Regions from separate parts of the Mus musculus genome. Here region 1 is linked to region 2. A link is a contact called in public Micro-C data. All regions are on one chromosome and are shown on one strand. The core of a region is the stretch at or near the end of the contact, and the rest is flanking DNA. Distances in the headings are between cores, read along the strand shown.

Evidence for each region. Hi-C and Micro-C count contacts between places; a contact is called where the count stands out from the background.
Region 1: a contact with region 2 is called in a Micro-C map of the G1E-ER4 cell line. The contact joins two enhancer-like sites. A contact is called at or near these places in 2 of 15 datasets of contacts at CTCF or cohesin (CD8 T cells and the G1E-ER4 cell line), 5 of 484 Hi-C or Micro-C datasets (the G1E-ER4 cell line, the N1E-115 cell line, brain and 2 more), 1 of 115 datasets of contacts at active chromatin or transcription factors (CD8 T cells) and 1 of 9 other capture datasets (adipose tissue).

What each region holds. Positions count from the first base shown.
Region 1 is chr9:92,332,494-92,335,831 of GRCm38.p6, reverse strand. All of the region lies in intron 1 of 1700057G04Rik (RIKEN cDNA 1700057G04 gene), which reads right to left. It also overlaps the pseudogene Gm15493. Among named protein-coding and RNA genes, the nearest start is that of 1700057G04Rik, 25 kb to the right of the region's middle. Within about 2 kb of position 1,306, at least 6 of the 459 cell types and tissues checked have an H3K27ac peak or open chromatin away from gene starts, as enhancers often do. A contact at or near this core is called in the G1E-ER4 cell line, where this site is marked.
Region 2 is chr9:92,224,730-92,228,415 of GRCm38.p6, reverse strand. It overlaps Gm31588 (a long non-coding RNA gene), which reads left to right. Exons shown (of 6, transcript XR_871012.2): 1 at 1-1,252. Among named protein-coding and RNA genes, the nearest start is that of Gm31588, 3.6 kb to the left of the region's middle. Within about 2 kb of position 2,130, at least 23 of the 459 cell types and tissues checked have an H3K27ac peak or open chromatin away from gene starts, as enhancers often do. A contact at or near this core is called in the G1E-ER4 cell line, where this site is marked.

The DNA.
Region 1 (3,338 bases), core at 57-2,556, 110 kb before region 2:
GGACTCTGTGTCCCCGGTTCCCCTGATTCTCAGATTGGAATCCAAAATATGATAGTTTTGCTTTATAGTTTAGAATTGAGTTTCACTCTCAGACTTTTGTTTAAGAGCAATTTGCAACTTTTTTTAAATTACATATACTAATTTTTAGAGTAGAGTGTGTGTGCATGCACGTGTGTTTGAGTATACACATGTGTGTGTACATGTGCATTTCATGTGCATGTGGGAACATGTGCAAATACAAAGGGGCAAATGTGAATTTCAGAGGAGAGCTTTTGATAATCAGTTCTCTCCCGTTAGGGTGTGTGTCCTAGGGATCAAACCTAGGTCGTTAGACTTGGCGCCACAAAACCTACAAGCTGAACCATCTTACCAGTCAAACCTCATATCACTAGCTACATATTTCCTGTTGCTCTTTTTCTCTACAGGCCTCTGATTAATTTAATGGATCTATTCCAAGAAATAACATCAGATAGTTGTAGAAATGATCAGACAGTATTCTAGCTGAATTAAACATGACCCGACAATTGCTTCCCCATTCTTATAAATTAAAAAACAACAACAACAACAACAAAAAAAAACAAAAACAAAAACCCCAAAAAGACACAGAAGAGAAAAGCACTTATACTTTACTAAAAAATAAAAAAATAATAAAGAAAATGAATGGGATTAGCTGGGGCCGGCTCGCTAATGGTGGGCATGTGAGGCTAGTGCACAGAGAGGCCGGAGCTGCGTGCTAACTGTGTGGCGGTGCCATGTCATTGAACATGGACCGGCTCAAACACCAGGTCATGATCAACCAGTTCATGCTGATAACAGGCTAAGCAGCCGATCAGGCAAAGCAACTGCTGCAAGCAGCCCAGTAGCAGTTCGAGACACCCCTCAGTGCCCTTTTCCAGGAGACCAACATCCCCTACAGCCACCACCACCAGATGATGTTCACTCCGGCCAACACCCCTGCCACGCCCCCCAACTTCCCTGATGTTCTCACCATGTTCTCCTATCCTAAGACCTCTGAAAGCATCTATGGTGGTGGCAGCAGCTGCAGCCCAATGGCCACTTTGGTCACGTCACCCCCACTGCACTTCCCCCATGCCACTGGCAGCTTTGCAACACCCAGCAGGCCAACTGCAGCCTCGCCCCCAGGAGGCCCACAGCACCACCAGTCGCAGCCGCCCCTGTGGACACGAGCACCCCCTTCGCCAACTTCAGACTGGCCTTCCCTGGCTCCCCAACGGGTCACCTTAGAAACAAGGGCCCACTCTGCCATTGAGGCAGAGAGATAAGAGAGGAGGCCAGAAACCCGTGGGGTGGGGGAGAGGATGTCTCCGTGAGCCCCTCACCCCTCCTTTGTCTGCACCCCTATACCCCAGACCCCTGGAGAGGAGAGACTGGACTCTAGCCAGGCAGTCTTGTGCCAGCACTCACAGCACAGGCTCCCCCAACTGGCATGGATCTGACTCAGAGTGGCTTGGGTGCTTAATGGGCAGCACCTTGGAGACCAAGCAGCCATCCCAACGAAGACTTAACCTGCTGGGCCCCACCACCTGGTGTGTTTCAGAGAATCACTTGGTGGCAGACACATGGCTGACTCCTATCTTTGGGCCAGTAGGGAATGGAGTGCCTTCTCCGCATATGTGCGTGCAGCTTGTCTTATTTATTTATATGTATGTTGCTCTTCAAAAGCAACCTAGTTTATGGGGCAGTTGGGCTTTGCATGTTAGAGTGACCCCCAAGCCCCTTGGTCCACCCCGCCATTGTCCAAAGGGCCCTGCCTCACTCCACCTCCTTATCTGTCTGCATTGCTGTTTCCTGCAAAGGATTATGGGAAAGTCCAGGACTCTTCTACCCAGGCCCTGCCTGCAAGGGTTCCCTGAATGCCCCTTCCCCCGAACCCAGGATTATCTGGTCTCCGTTTCCTACCCCTCTTTTGACAAAAGAGAAAATTACAAACCACACACACACAAACACACACACACACACACACACACACACACACACACACACACACACACAGAACATTGACAAAGCTATGTTAAGGAATTCATGCTATATAACTTACCATAAGAATAATAACTAATACAATTTTACATCCCAACTTGATTAGCATATGCTCTTTTACAACAGTTAAGTGCAATTCTAGGAGAAAGAACCATCACATCCCATATGCATTGTTAACATTTACGAACATCTTTGCTGAAATCATTCCATCAGAAATCACAATTCTCCTTTGCTGCTGGGCCATTTAATCTCTGTGTCCCTTTATCACAGTAGGGGAAGAAGGAATGGTGCAGGTAGCAGACAAAGGGGGCCACGTAACTTATAGGAGGTAGGATTTTAAAACACAGGAAAAACCATGAAGATTTGAGAATGAGACAGAGATTTTTAACTGTAGATTCTGGTTGACATCTCTTCCCAGCTGAGACAGTAAGAATTTGAACAAAAGTCTTTCTCCTCCTCCTAATTCCAAACCTAACAATTGTTTAGGACTATTACCAGAAGCATCCTTGATATAATACTACTAAAAGGAACTTAAGGAAGAACATGTTTATTTTGGCTTAGAGTTCCAGAGATGGATACAGTCCATCATTGAAGGAAGAACATAAGGAAGAGACCAATCTGGTGGTGACGGAGCCAAATGATCACATTTCATTAGCACACAGGAGGGAGGGAGAGAGAGAGAGAGAGAGAGAGACAGAGAGAGAGAGAGAGAGACAGAGAGAGAGAGAGAGACAGAGAGAGACAGAGAGACAGACAGAGAGACAGAGAGAGACAGAGAGAGAACAGAGAGACAGAGAGAGAGACAGAGACACAGACAGAGAGGAGAGAGAGACAGAGAGAGAAAGAGGGAGGGAGGGAGGAAAAGGAAGGGAGACATGTGTTCTTGTTGAGATTTCTGTGGTTTGTTGGAGGAAGTGTGTCATTAGGGGGTGGAGTGGGCTTGGAGATTCCAGAGGCTCAAGCCATGTGTGGCATTCACTTCCTGCTGCTTCACAGATCCAGGTATAGAACACTGAGCTACCTCTTCATCATCATGCCTGCATGCCACCTTGTTTCCCAAAGAGACAATAGTAGAGTAAACCTCTGAACTGTAAACCAGCCCCATTTCAATGCATTCTTTTGTAAGAATGGCTGTGGTCATGACTTTTCTTCACAGCAGCAGAAAACCCTAAGACATTTGGTATCGAGTCACTTTTTGTTCTCCCAGCCTTTGCTTGCTCCTACATCACTGAGAGAGGGAGCAACTCAGACTACTGCAGAGCACAGTAGGGAAGAAAGGCCTATTCAGTGACCCCAGCAAGCAGATGAGAGTAACAGGCTCTAAGGTGCTGCTGTTTGTC
Region 2 (3,686 bases), core at 881-3,380:
GATGTGACGAAAATGTGAGAAGCTTCGAAATGGAAACCCTGTCATCGTTAACCCGTGACGAGTGTTTGGATAGGAGAGAAAATGTGAAGGCACTAAATAGTATAAAAAATTATCCACATTTGTGAGATCAATGGCCTTGAGCATGTTTGAATTTGAGTAAAGCAAGTCAGGCTGCATGTGTTCAAAAATCCAGATGTCGTTTGGGTTTTGAAATTAAATTTGAAAGTTTAATATTATGATTTCGATTCTTTGGCTTGAAGGCCACGATGTCCCTCCATTTTTAGACAATAGATCTGCAAATTCTGGTTATGCTTTTGCAGTTATATAGAAATGTATGAAGCATAGCAATCGATATCTGAATCATACATAGTGATTGTGTATTGTGTGTGTGTGTGTGTGTGTGTGTGTGCATGTGTATGTAAATTATATAGAGGCCCGAAGTCTGGTCCTAAATTGTTCTCTTCCTTATTTTGTAAGACAGAGTCCCCCACTGACCTTGGAGTTCACCCAACCAGGCTAGATTGGCTGGCCAGCGAGCCTGAGAGATCCTCTTGCCTGCCTCTCTATCACTGGGATGACAGGTGTGTACTGTCATCTGGCTTTTTATATAGATGCCTATGATCTGAACCTGGGTCTACATGCTTTCATAACAAGCAGTTTTCTGCCTGACTGAGCCATCACCCCAGCAACAGGGTAGTGATTTTAGATACTTCCTCAGCCCCAGCATCCACACCCATTTGCTAGGTGGACGATTGAAATACTCTATTCAACAGAGATTTGCAGGTTGGCTTTCTCTAGAGGCTTCAACCAGACACAAAACAGTAAGTGGTGTGCCTTTGAAAGGTTGATGTTGGTCCTGGCCCCAACTAGCTCACTAGCTGGGATCGTTTCCACCTACCAAAGTTGGATCTACCCTTGCTGCCCGAGAGGGTAGACAACCCACCCAAAAGCTCTATTTCAAAAGGCACAGAAAATACTTATCTTATTTGAGTACTTTTCTAGTCACTGAATTTTCCAAGGTCTGTTAACTGAAGGATAAAATGCAGGCATGACTGGCTGTCAGCCTACCTGGCACTCTGTGCTTCTAAATTAGGAGCATGGCACACCATGCTCCTGAGAATTCCCAGAAGTCAGAACACTGAATTCTGAGGTGACATGAATAACCTGCAGCTGGATTGTCTTCATGGCTCCTTCCTTGTGCTCCTTTTGCATAGAGACCCTGGTGACAAGAGAGCTCACTGTCCAATCTGAGGTAGTGTGTTAACCAATAACAATTAATTGATAGTTTTCTGCTATATAAGTGGTTGTTTGCATAAAATAAGGCAGACAGTGTTCCCTAACCATCTCCAGAGAGGTTAATCTCTGTGCTCTTTACCAACCCTGTGGGCATGGTAGTCTTGTTAGGAGATGCCCTGGTGACTGTTGTGGTTAGAAACGGATAAAGAGGTATTAAGATATGTTCTCTGGGGGGTGTGGTGACAACGACAGTTAACATTTCTGTAATCTTTGTTTTAATATTTGACAACTTTACTCTTTTTAAATATCCGTATTAAGACCATAAGATCCATAAAATATTTTTAAAGTTAACAACCAAGCTTGATCATTTAATAAAAATGTTACACTCCAAATGTTCTGAGTGGTTGGAACTTAATTTCTTAATTGTAACAGCAAAACGCCTACTGAGAGAGGAGACATGGCAGAAGACACTTTGTAGCAATGTGAACCGGTGCTTGCAAGTCTGGTCAAACTAGAAGTTGTAGCTGAGTCCAGCTGTTTCTCCGAAAGCACAGGATCAAGTGCTGTGTTAGCACAGATACAAAAGTCTGAAAAACTGTTTACAGAACTTCCCCGTGTGAGTTTGGTTTGCAAGGATATGGCACTTAGGGGACAGGAAACAAGAATAAAATATGTCTCAAGACTGCCCCATCCCCTAATTTTTACTTTCATGAGGAAGTACTAAAGAGGCCCATGTGAGGCTATCTTCTTCAAGTTCTGATACTCCAGATCTACGAGAGGTTGCAGGTCTGCTCTATCACAGCAGCTAGATCTACAAGGAAGATGAGTCAGATGAGGGAGAATTTTCAGTGGCCTTAGGCCAGTGAGTACTTGATGTCACTTTTCCTGGAGTGGGGGTGAACAGAACTGAGTTACTAATTGGTGTCATGGACTACAAGGCCCACAAGGTAGTAGTGTTGCCAAGAATGGGGATGGCTCAGTCAGTTAGTTGAAGAGCCAGAACTGTCAGGTTTTGAAGGACCAAGGTGTGTCCCTGGAATGTACCAGATGTTAAGTATCCATACTTTCAACTTCTCTGTGAAGGGTGATTACATGATTTAGATAAACCTCATTTGTTGAGAGTGTTATTGGCTAGATTACAATAAATTCTAAAGGCCATGAACAAATTGATGGGTGTGAAATCAGGGCTGCATGGGTTGACGGGTCTAAACCACAAGCCATCTGAGCTATGGCAGTCAAGAGGAACATGAAAACTGATAGCTGATGGAATAGTCTGGTTTGTCAGTGAAATTCATTCTTTCCAGGCCTTTGTGTAACCAGCTCTGACTGTAGCTGCAGCAGGATCTCCATGCATGCCAGGGAACCAGTCTGGGTTCTGAAGTTTGGCCTTGATTCCTTGATTTGTCTTAGCATCTCTCCTGGAGCTATGATGGCTATTGGTTTGTTACTGATGCTACAGGAGCTTTCCAGGGACTCAGCAAGTAAGTGGCAGAAAGGGGGCATGGATATCAGGATGTCCGTGAAGTCCAGCACTATAGTAAGAAAATAATTGCCTTGAAGGTTTGCAGAGGAAGCTTATACATGTTAATAGTTGAGCCTGACATCTGTGCAGTCTCAAAATCCCACTAGTAAAGAGTCTATTTCTTCTCTCACCTTCCAGAGTTATCTAGTGCTTGTCTACTTGTGAGGACTTTTTGACCTATACCTATACTTTGACCTATACTTTTTGGCATTTTTGTATGTGTACTTTCACATTTCTGGGACTTTGGGGTTTTGGATCCAAATATCTATGGCATTCAAGAGAACTTTTGGTTGGGAGGTGTCTATGGGATTTAATTTTTGATGTAGGAACATGTGATCATCCCCAAGTCTTAGTGTTCAATTCACTGATATTTCTCTTAACAGCCTTTTTGGTTTTTGCTTTTTGCTTCAATAAAGAATCTGAAAGAAATTGGAATATTGTCAGGATCAAATACAGTCAGTGCTGTCAAACTCTTCCAGAAATTAACAGTTAAAAAAGAATTGAAGTTTTGAAAAGAGAGGTCTATCTCATGGCAGCTGTCACAACAGTGCTGGGACCACTAGCCTGCAGAGAAGTTGCCTTGGCCTTACATAAAATCCTAGATGAAGACATCAGCCGTCTATTGCCTGTTCAACCTTGGCCTTATTCTGCATTTCCTAACCTTTGTGGCCAGGATATCATTTCAAAATATCATATGCTGTCTCCTTCCTCTTCATTTTCAACCCTTGCTTGGCCTTTGCTTCTTTGAACACACTGAGGTCCACTAAGACATGCTTTCCCCCTCTGTGTTATTGTTGCATATATATGACCATCTATGCTGTTTTTGTATTAGTTTGATGACACAGTTGCTTCATGCATTCATAGTCCAGACTGTTGCTCCTTTTGCATGTCTGTGGCCTGGCAGACAGAAGAGTGGCCTTGTGCCTGT